Linked DNA regions of Mus musculus: all the other regions are linked to region 1. The links are chromatin contacts, called in public HiCAR-type and promoter capture Hi-C maps. All regions are on one chromosome and are shown on one strand. The core of a region is the stretch at or near the end of the contact, and the rest is flanking DNA. Distances in the headings are between cores, read along the strand shown.

Evidence for each region. Promoter capture Hi-C pulls out the DNA fragments that hold promoters and counts their contacts. HiCAR-type assays count read pairs that join an accessible place to other places.
Region 2: a contact with region 1 is called in a HiCAR-type map of astrocytes, with 3 times the contacts expected there. The contact joins the promoter of Lgals8 here to the promoter of Zmynd11 in region 1. A contact is called at or near these places in 3 of 115 datasets of contacts at active chromatin or transcription factors (astrocytes, large pre-B cells and stem cell-derived neural progenitor cells) and 1 of 9 other capture datasets (liver).
Region 3: a promoter capture Hi-C map of embryonic stem cells shows a contact between it and region 1, with 4 times the contacts expected there. The contact joins the promoter of Heatr1 here to the promoter of Zmynd11 in region 1. A contact is called at or near these places in 1 of 39 promoter capture datasets (embryonic stem cells), 3 of 115 datasets of contacts at active chromatin or transcription factors (astrocytes, memory CD8 T cells and thymic regulatory T cells) and 1 of 9 other capture datasets (adipose tissue).

Annotation. Positions count from the first base shown.
Region 1 is chr13:9,763,658-9,766,807 of GRCm38.p6, reverse strand. Zmynd11 (zinc finger, MYND domain containing 11) reads left to right here and starts at 1,487. Exons shown (of 15, transcript NM_001199141.2): 1 at 1,487-1,753.
Region 2 is chr13:12,460,053-12,463,202 of GRCm38.p6, reverse strand. It overlaps Lgals8 (lectin, galactose binding, soluble 8), which reads left to right and starts at 1,465. Exons shown (of 10, transcript NM_001199043.1): 1 at 1,465-1,962.
Region 3 is chr13:12,393,738-12,396,887 of GRCm38.p6, reverse strand. Heatr1 (HEAT repeat containing 1) reads right to left here and starts at 1,513. Exons shown (of 45, transcript NM_144835.4): 1 at 1,418-1,513; 2 at 975-1,148; 3 at 250-466. The coding sequence starts at 1,116.

The DNA of each region.
Region 1 (3,150 bases), core at 238-2,737:
AAGAATGCAGGGCTGTGTGAGAGTCTGTGAAACACATGTGGATTGATGCAAACCATCCCTCAACTCCATCATTCCTCCTGTCTCCAATTTCTCCCCTCAGACCCCTCAACCTTTTGCCTTCTTTCACAACCCAGTACATAAATCCAGAGTATGTCACAGGTTGCACAGAAACAACTACATTACTTTGGTCTTCCAAACCTCCGTCCAACCTCCAGCCACTGGCCTTCTGACCCACCCTCATATACTCACCCAGTTGACAGACAAATGCAGTTAATAAAGCTGTTGGGCTGGGAAACTATAGCAAAGAAATAGGAAATCTTATAGATAGGCTATCTAAGAGAGTTATATGTAAAAATAGAAGCTATTTCTATTCTGTATAACTGGGGGGAGTCACTTTGTTTTCCTAAACTGTATTTCTCTCTCCCTCTCTCCCTCCCCCCTTCTCTCTCTCTCTCTCTCTCTCTCTCTGTGAGTGTGTGTGTCCCTCCCTCTTTCCCTCCCCCCCACACAGAAAAATTTTCATACTTGAGTAGCTTCTGCAAACTACATAGAAATATAGAAGTAGGCATTCCTCTACAGCTGAAAGAAGACCTTTTTTTAAAAAAGAGGTGATTCACTTAAAGAAGTGATTTCCAGTCCAGCAGTCCAATCCAATACGGCATGATTTCCCCTGGCATCCTTTAGTCCACCCATCTAGTTTAAGGGCGACTTCTGAAATAAACTGGTTCTTTCATTCCATCACACAGGTGGGTCCTGGGGCTTGAACTCAGACTTTCAGGCTTGGTGGTGAGTGGCTTTATTTGCTGAGCAATCTTGCTGTCCAGCCATGCCATATTTTATTATTTAAATGAATTATAAATACTTCATGATCTTAGAAGTGGGGGCGGGGGGAAGCCAGAAACAAACATCAAAAGAGCAAACACTTCTCTCTGCGATGCTGGTATCAGTGGCAGAACTGTTAACAGTTTGAAAGACCGTTTGACTGGTGTACTTCAAAAAGCCAACTCAATGCTACTCTAAGTAAGTTCTAACTTAGAGATCAGCACTGTAAACAGATGGATAATTTGTATAAGAACCCTAGATTTCTAGGGGCGTCGCCAGTGATTTTTCAGGTACATCTATCCAATGAGAATAGGGACAGGCAATCTTAGCTAATGGGTTTCCCCTTTTAAACTCCTAGCAGGCAAAGGTTGTTAGGACAACGTATGACATCTGTATATGCTTTGACTTTTCCCCCAAGACTTTTAAAGCCATATAGCTTAAGGGCTCTCCTCTGATTAGATCTAGAATTGCTCACTAGAAAAGATAACCTACTCCTCACAGCAATTTGTAATGTTCTAACCAGAGTGATAATGGGTGGTCCATTCTTTCTAAACGTCCCACTTGTGCATATTTGAGACGGGGAACTCGGGTGTCTTTGCAACTTTTTTTTTTTTTTTGAGCACAGGATTGGAAAGCGAGGGATACCGTCTTACCCACTCGGGTCAGTAGTACACGGGCGAGTGCTTGTCCAACACGGAGCCATTAGGAGCCAAGCAAAGTGCCGAGCGGGTCCACACCGCAAGCTGCAACGCAGCCCACCGGGCTTGGCCGGATCCTAACAATGCTACCCTCGTGTCTCGGTGCTCGCCTCCAGCGCGCCTGCACGTACGTAGCTCGCACGTGTGTGTTGACATGGAGTTCGTGTGTGGACCCCCTTAGAATATGCTGAAACCGATTTCTCAGCGAGGCGCCGGAGACAGGTCGAGGGAAGGTAGGAGCGGGTGCGGCGGGCTCCCCCGGCCTCGGGGCGGGGAGACAGCGCGGGCCGCGCAAGTCCCGCGCCGGCCGCTAGAGCCCCCCGTGCGCAGCTCGGCCCAGGCCCCGCGCTCGCCCGGCCCGGCCCCGCGCTCGCCCGGCCCGGCCCCGCGCGGGGAAACACTCAAGCGCACACAATGAACTCCGAGGAGGCCGCGAGCCGGGCCGGCCGCCGCGCCCGCACCGTGTGAACCGCCTCTTGGTTGGGGGATGCCAACTTTGCCCCCCAGGCGTCCTCTGCAGCCCCGCAGGCCCCGCGCCGCCGTCGGGCTGAGGAGACGCGGTGAGTGAGCGAGCGAACGAACGAGCGAGCGAGAGCGCGCGGCGGGCCAGGCCTCCAGCCGGCGCGCGACGCCCCGGCCGCCTCGCCCGGTTTCGCCCCGGCGCGCGCCGAGGCATTTTTTTTTTTTTTTTTCTGTGGTGGAAGCCGCCGCCAACATGGCGCCCCTCGAGCCCCGAGCCCTCCGCGCTGAGCCAGCGGGGGGAGCCGGGGAGGAGGGAGGAGATGGCGGGGAGGAGGAGGCGGCGGCCTGCGTCCCCCCCGCCCCCCGCGCCCGTCGCCGGCTGAGGCCCGAGAGGCGCCGGGCGGCGGGAAGGAGGCGGCTCCGGAGGGAGGGCCGGGCGCGGCGGCGGCAGCGGCGGCGGCGACGGAGCGCAGCATAATGGTGGGGAAAGCTCGGCGGCGGCGGGGCGGCTGGGCGGCGGGGAGGGCGGAGGCATCCGCGGCGGCGGCAGCGCGGCCTGAGCTGTGGTGGCTGCCGGGGCCCCGGGCTCCCGGGCGGGCGGGCGGCGGCTGCCGGTGGCGTCAGGCACGGCCCCAGGCCGGTGAGGCCTGAGGGGTGGGCGCGTTTCCTCTGTCCAGCACCTTGTACCTCCGGCTGACGTGAGGAGCAGGCCCGCGGGAAGGCCGCGGAGAGCCGCGCGCGGCCTGCTGGCTCCGGGAAGCCGCGGAGTCTTGTGAGCTCCTCCCGCCCGGTCCCCGCGCCTCCCGCTTGGCCAGGCCCTGGGGCCTTTGCGCGGAGCGTGTAGCGAGCGGGCGGACGGGGAGCGATGAAAGCGAACGCCCCTGAGACCCGAGACCGGTGTCCGTCGCTCTCCCGGGGCTGCAGGCGAGCGGGTAGCGAGGCCTCAGCTGCCTCAACAGGTCCTTCTGGCCGTCCTGGGGGGATCGGCCGTCTTGTGCCCACGCAGAGCTGCGGAGAGAAGCCGATGGGGACGCTGCCTGTGGGGTTGTGGCCTGAACTTTCGCTTGCACTGTCTCCCCTCATGCCTTTTCCCTGGGCCGAGCCGAGGGGGCTTTTGCGGTGTGTCCGTGGGACTTAGTGGTTGGTGATGTGTTTGTGGTGCTCAGTG
Region 2 (3,150 bases), core at 216-2,715, 2.7 Mb before region 1:
AGGGGTCAACTCAGGCAAAACTGAAGATAACTCAACTGCTCTTCATTTTGAATAATGTAGCACTCAACCGAAGCCTGGGGAGCCCTTCTTTAGAGGCATTACAGTAGGGTTGGGAATGTGTATGGCAGATTCCCTATTGACCAAGCCAGCTCCGTCAGTCAACAGGTTCTCCAGGGAGGGAGTCGGAATTAAAAAGAAAAAAGACAACAAGACAACACTGTGGCATGACCCCAGCGAGTTCTGAGGCTGAGTCAGGCTTATAATGTTTTTCCAGTCTGCTTTGATACCAGTTTAAGTACATGCAAAATAATATCAGTTCTGGGTCAAGGACAAGCAGGACTATAAACACAAACAGTCAAGGAACAAAGTCCTGTGATCAATGTTTCCAGGCAGGGGCTTATCAAGATGACCAAGATATCTGAGCCTACTTCCCTCTCCTAGCCCAAAGTCACATTCTTGACTGAAGCCTACTTCTTTGCTCTAGCCCAAAACGATATTCCTGCCTGAGCTTACTTCTGTGTCCTGGCCCAATGTTTAATTCCTGCAAAGTTTCTAGAAACGGGCTCCAAAAGCTCTCCACACCCTATCTCTTACAAACCCCAGAAAGTGTAGTGAGAAGCCTACCACACCTAGTAATAACAACAGAGCTAAGACAACATACATCAAGGGTTAACTCCAGCTATTAAAGTAGAATCTTGAGGAGTTAATCAAAATTAGAAAATGGACATGAGGAAGGAGAAAAAGTAACGAATCAGAACACGAGGTTGCTGCTAAGAGGCTTTAAAAAAATAAAATACAAGTTCAAAACAAAATAAAACACACAGCCAGAGAAAAAGACCAAATGGCTATGTCAAACATGTCCTTTAAAAACAAACATGGCTAATATCTAGAAAAGAACATAACCTTGAGGCCATTAGGACATCAAAACTAGGTAGCTCAGTCAGCCATTCTCAGCGCCCTACAGTTTTATTTAAGTTTGTTCGTACAAATACGGGGCAAACCGTCAGCAGTGCAGCGCCCTGACTATGCAGCTCAGTGCTTATTGACCATCTACTCTGCTCAGAACTGAGCATCAGTGTCTAAACTGTTTCCTAAGGAAGCGTTCCCTGTAGTAAACTCCAGCACAGAATAAGCGGCCAATCACCCAGTGTTGACATGTTCTGGCTACTGCTCACAGGATGGGGTTTCTTGCAGGGACAAAGAAGAACGAATTCCTCCACACACAAGGCTAGTTATTGGCAATGAGTGGCTGCTAAATCTGATTGGCTCACAACATTGTTCAGTTCTGACCCAAGGCTGCAAAGGAGGCAAACCCAGGAGTACCCCGGCCACACCCCCCACGATTATTCTTTAAGTGTATTTTTAACACCCTTGAGATCAGGTATCTGTCCCAGAGTGACCCCGAATTCCTTAAGTTCTCCAGTATGACATTGAACTTGTGGTCCTCCTGCCTCCACCTCGCAGGGCTGGAACTACAGGGGTGCACCCCGACCGATTTGTGCAGAGCTGGGTGGAAATCAACCTGGGGGCTTCCAGCACGTGAGGTGAGCCACACCCCAACCCCAGCCAGCCACTCCCACAGCCAGCCATAGGTCTGCGTGTGTGACATTAAGAGCCCAACAGCCCCAGCTCGCAGCACTCGGACGCCCCGCCCCTGCAGTCGTTCTCGCGGAAACGGCCGCGGGCTGACCCCGCCCTCTGCCTGTGGCGGCTCCGGGAACCGGACGGCGTCCGTCAGGGGACACAAGTCGGAGCAAAGCGCTTACTACCACCGGGGTGAGTCCTGGCGACTGCGGGCTCAGGGACATCGGGATACCACTGTTCCCGGACCGGAATCCGAGTGTGGACACGGCATCCCGCCGTCTCCTCCGTGACACATGCACGGGGCACCGGACACCGGGAGCGATCGTGGGTTGAGGCTTGTACTGGGACCGTAGTGTCGGGACAACGCTGACTGCTGCGGTGAGGGCTCTCCGCTCGGCGGCTCACCTGCCAGGGAAAGGGCGAGCATCACCTGGATCCCCAAGAATGACAGGCCCAGGGACAGTTGACAGCTGTGTCACACTCCGTTATTCCAGACACGCACTTTAGCATGCTGCGTCATTCTATCCCAACGTTAAACACGGGGAAACGCAATTTCTCTGGGTTTGGGAATCGTCCTAAACCTAAGCCACGGCTTGTTGTGACTGACGGTGATACGTGTCTGGAGACTTCGGAGAGTAGTTATTTAATGCCAACCTAGGCCATCTTGATCTCTCTCCGGGAAAGATATCAATTATGGATGTGGTGATGGCAATTCCTTGTCTCCTTTTTGCTCTAGTTCGTGCTTCCTGGATTGCACAGAACAGAATTAAAGGCTCAGAGGATTTGAATAAAATGAGTTAGTGACAGATACTAGGTAGGGGTCTAGGGTGGTTTTTAGGGGTGTAACCAAGAGAGATGCAATTTTCTTTTCTCCGGTAAAATAAGAGATTTGGCGAGTGCCTATTGTCTACAGCCTGGCGGAACTGTAGGAAGTAAAAGACAGGAAACTCTAGTTTCATTTTCTGGCTTGGTTCTGGTTTGAGTCATCAGGACTAGAGGTAGTAAATGATTCAGTGGGCAGGGCGCAGTGCCGAGGGGGCGCTCTTATCTTTCAAAACCGGGCTGATGCAAAACATTGCATTTGGTATTCCCCGGAGTAACTCTGCCACCCCCACCCCACCCTCAACTTACTTAATTTGGCTGGTTGAAGAAGAGCAATGTTTTCTAGCAATAATAGCTAACACATACAGAGCTGTTTTCTGCTATTTAAACTAGTACAATCCTCAGGGCAATCCTATGATGTGATTCCTACTTGTTTTACTAATAGGAAAAGTTAAATGAATATTGTCCTGGTTTCAAAGCACTGCTTGAGTGATATTTGTGTCTTGGTTTTGTGTTATTTCCTAGCTTGTATTTTATTTGTATTTACTGCTTTTGATTTGTTTGGTTTTGCAGTGCTGGCACAGAACCCAGGGCCTCATCACACTAGGCAAGCTCTCTATTCAGCCCTTAAACATTATCTTGAGACAGGATGCCTTAGTCTCTATTCTCCTGCTGTGAAGAGACACCATGACCATAGCAACTCTTTAAAAGGAACGCGTTTAACTGGGGCTTGCTTATAGTCTG
Region 3 (3,150 bases), core at 264-2,763, 2.6 Mb before region 1:
CTTGGGGAAGAAGGTGGCAGATTTCTGTGAGTTTGAGGTCAACCAGAGATACACACTGAGACCATGTCTCAAAAAACAAACAAACAAACAAACAAACCCCCTAAACCCTAAACACACTAGACAGGAACTAATGGCACCCTATTCAAGAAGAGCATGTTCACTTGACATTCTAAACATCATGTTAACCTTTGAAATTTGTGAAAGCAATCTAGCTTACCAAGTGTTGGCAACTAATGAAGGTTTAGCTACCTGTGAATCAGCCATTCCAGACACTTCTGCGCTGGCTTGAGGAGGAAATAAGGAGACAAGTGAAGGAGGAACGATGAAATGTTTTCATCCAGCTGCTTGTTCACTGCTTTGGTCTGGACGCTGCGCTCCAAGCCTTTTGCCAGCTGGCTGAACAATGGCGCTTCAAACTGTTCAAAGGCAGGGTCAATCCCAAGAAGCTCCTCCAGGCCAGTGCATCCTAGGAGGAGAGTCACGTGTAACTTCTTTGTAGGCAAACCCAACAGATACTCTCCTGTTCTCCTCACCCCCAAGCTCATGAACTCTGTTACCATGTGTTAGACACTCTCAAACACTGGCTTTAGTTGTTAACATATAGGATAAATCTGACCCCCACTCACTAGGAGAAAAGAAAGTACTTCATGACAAGAACTCCACCCGAGCCCTTCTTTTTAGTCATTAAAACTACATCTAGTTCTGAAAGTCTCCTCTCACACCACAGTCATTGTCTCGGTTTCTTTACTTTTCTTCCTTTTTACATATTAGTTAGTTTGTGAAATTTCAGATACCATTATTTATAAATACATTCACACATCTAGCAGTATTGCTGTTTCCCACCCCCTTACCAAGAAAACAAGGTACTGCTCGGGAAGCGAACGGGGGGGGGGGCAAGAAAATACAGAACCTCCCCCCCCCCCAACTCCCCGATATCATGCTCTGGGAGCTTTGCTAAGTGAAAGGTGGCTCACCGATGGCAAAGGCGGTGTCCCTGTCGATTGTGGCCGCCTCCTTGGGGTCAAATAACAGAGAGGCAACTTCACGTCTCGATAGGAGGCTGGGATCAGTTTGAGGGAGGGCGAGTCGCTGGAGCTGCTGGGCTAAGGACGTCATCTTGCACGGAGGCGGATGTCTCAAAACACCGGCTAAGAACGAACAGCGTGAAAAGTTTTTAGGAAACGTCAGGCGCCTTAACAGATGGCAGGCCAGGGCTCATGCTCTGGCAATACAGCGCTCAGTCCTTTCGAGGACACAGAAACTTGCTTCCCCGACCCTCCAGGACCCACCACAGCAATTGCGTTAACTACGCCTCCGCAGCACCAGCTTTCCCCAGCTCTGCACCACGACCTCACGGCCCACCCGGCCACCCGTTCCAAGTCACGGCCGCGCCTAGCCGCACCGTGCTCCTCCTCACCCTGAACTCGGAATATCAGCAGGATTAGACAGCTAACAACTCCTCAGATCAGCTCCCACATGGTGCCGGCACTGTCCCGGAACTCTAAAGCACGCCTCATAGGAACTTCCGGCTTCTCACTACGGCAAGAGAAAAGGGACACCTTTGTAGAAAACGCAATACAACGGCCCCGCCTCCGTGACTCTAAGTTCCGCCTATTCAGGCCAGCCATTTAATTCCCCGCCTACTTTCCCCTCTAAGGGCCTGAACCTCAAAGCCCCACCCTCCGCTCGCTCATCCAGTTAAGCTCCGCCTTCCATCCGCACCTCTTTCCAAGACACCACATTTATTCCACGCCCCTCCTTTAAGCTCCACCCTCACGAAAATGTGCTAAGCCACGCCTACAGTACCTCCCCCTTCTTTCCAGAAAGCCACCTATAAGTCCCGCCCCTCCGCTCCTTGGTGCTACAGCTCGCTTCTCTAGGTACCCGACGCCTCGCTCAGTGTTGCTATGTGCCTTCAGGCTTAGGTCTGGGATTCTTTTTCCCCAACCGCCTTTGGGAGCTTTACGGGTGTGTAGCAGGAACCGGTCATTCACGAGATACTTATCCAGCCTGCGAGGGGCTGAAGCGCGGGAAGCCGCGTTTCTAATTCTAATGCTACCCGAGGAGGGCACAAACCTAACGTGAGTTGTAGTTCTCAGTGCAATCTGGTTGCTCTGTAAGTAGTAAACACTCGCTGAACGCAGTTACTGACAACCTTATCACCTTTGCCTTGTCTGCAGTCCTAGGGAGTGGTGTTTTTCTTATTCTGTTATTATTATTATTAGAAACATGACATTTTAATTTTTTTAAGTGAAAATAACTTTTTTCAAGATGGGAGGTGGCGGCTCACTTCTTTAATTCCAGCTCGAGGGAGGCAGAGGCAGTCAGATCTGAATTCGAGGCAAGCCTGATTTGTGGAGTGAGTTTCAGAATATCCAGAGCTGCACAGAGAAACCTTGTCTCAAAAACAAACAAAAAACAAAAACAAAAAATACACAAAACTTTTTTGTTTTCATATTCTGGTTACAGTTTCGTTCCACAACTCTTCCCAGATCCTCCAACACTTCCCCTTCCACCCAAATCCACACCGTTTTTTCTCTTTCTTATTTAGGGTACAAACATACGATGATGACGACGAAGGCGATAGGCAAAATAAAAACAAACATCAGAATAAGACAAAACAAAGAGAAGAAAAAAGTGCCAAAGAAAAAGCTCAAGAAACACATATAGAAAGAGACATACCTGCTTATACACACAGAAAGCTTATAAAAATGCAAAACCAGAAACGGAGATATATACGCAAAGGACCTATAAGGAGGGGAAAAGATGCCCTGACAAAGAATTATGAGGCAAAAAAGGTCCAAAAATGCTACAGAGTTAGTTCAAGTTAGCTCATCTTACATTGTCCATATGGTAATTGGGACCTAGCCTTAGGTTTGCACAGTGAGTTAGCTCCACTGTAGAAAACTGATTTGTGAGTGATTGTCAGTGGGAGATACCTCTGGGTTAGGGACAGGGGCTTGTGTCCTTCCTCTCTCAGTGCTGAAAGCCCATCTGCTCCAGACCTGTGGAAGCCCTGTGCGTGCGTGCTGCCACAGTCTCTTCTGCTGTGTTTGGAAGGTCTTGCTTTCCTGGTGTCTTCCATCCCCACTGGCTCTTTCTATCTTTTTGTCCTCCTCTCCTACCGTCCCCTTTGGCCTCCTTTTTGCC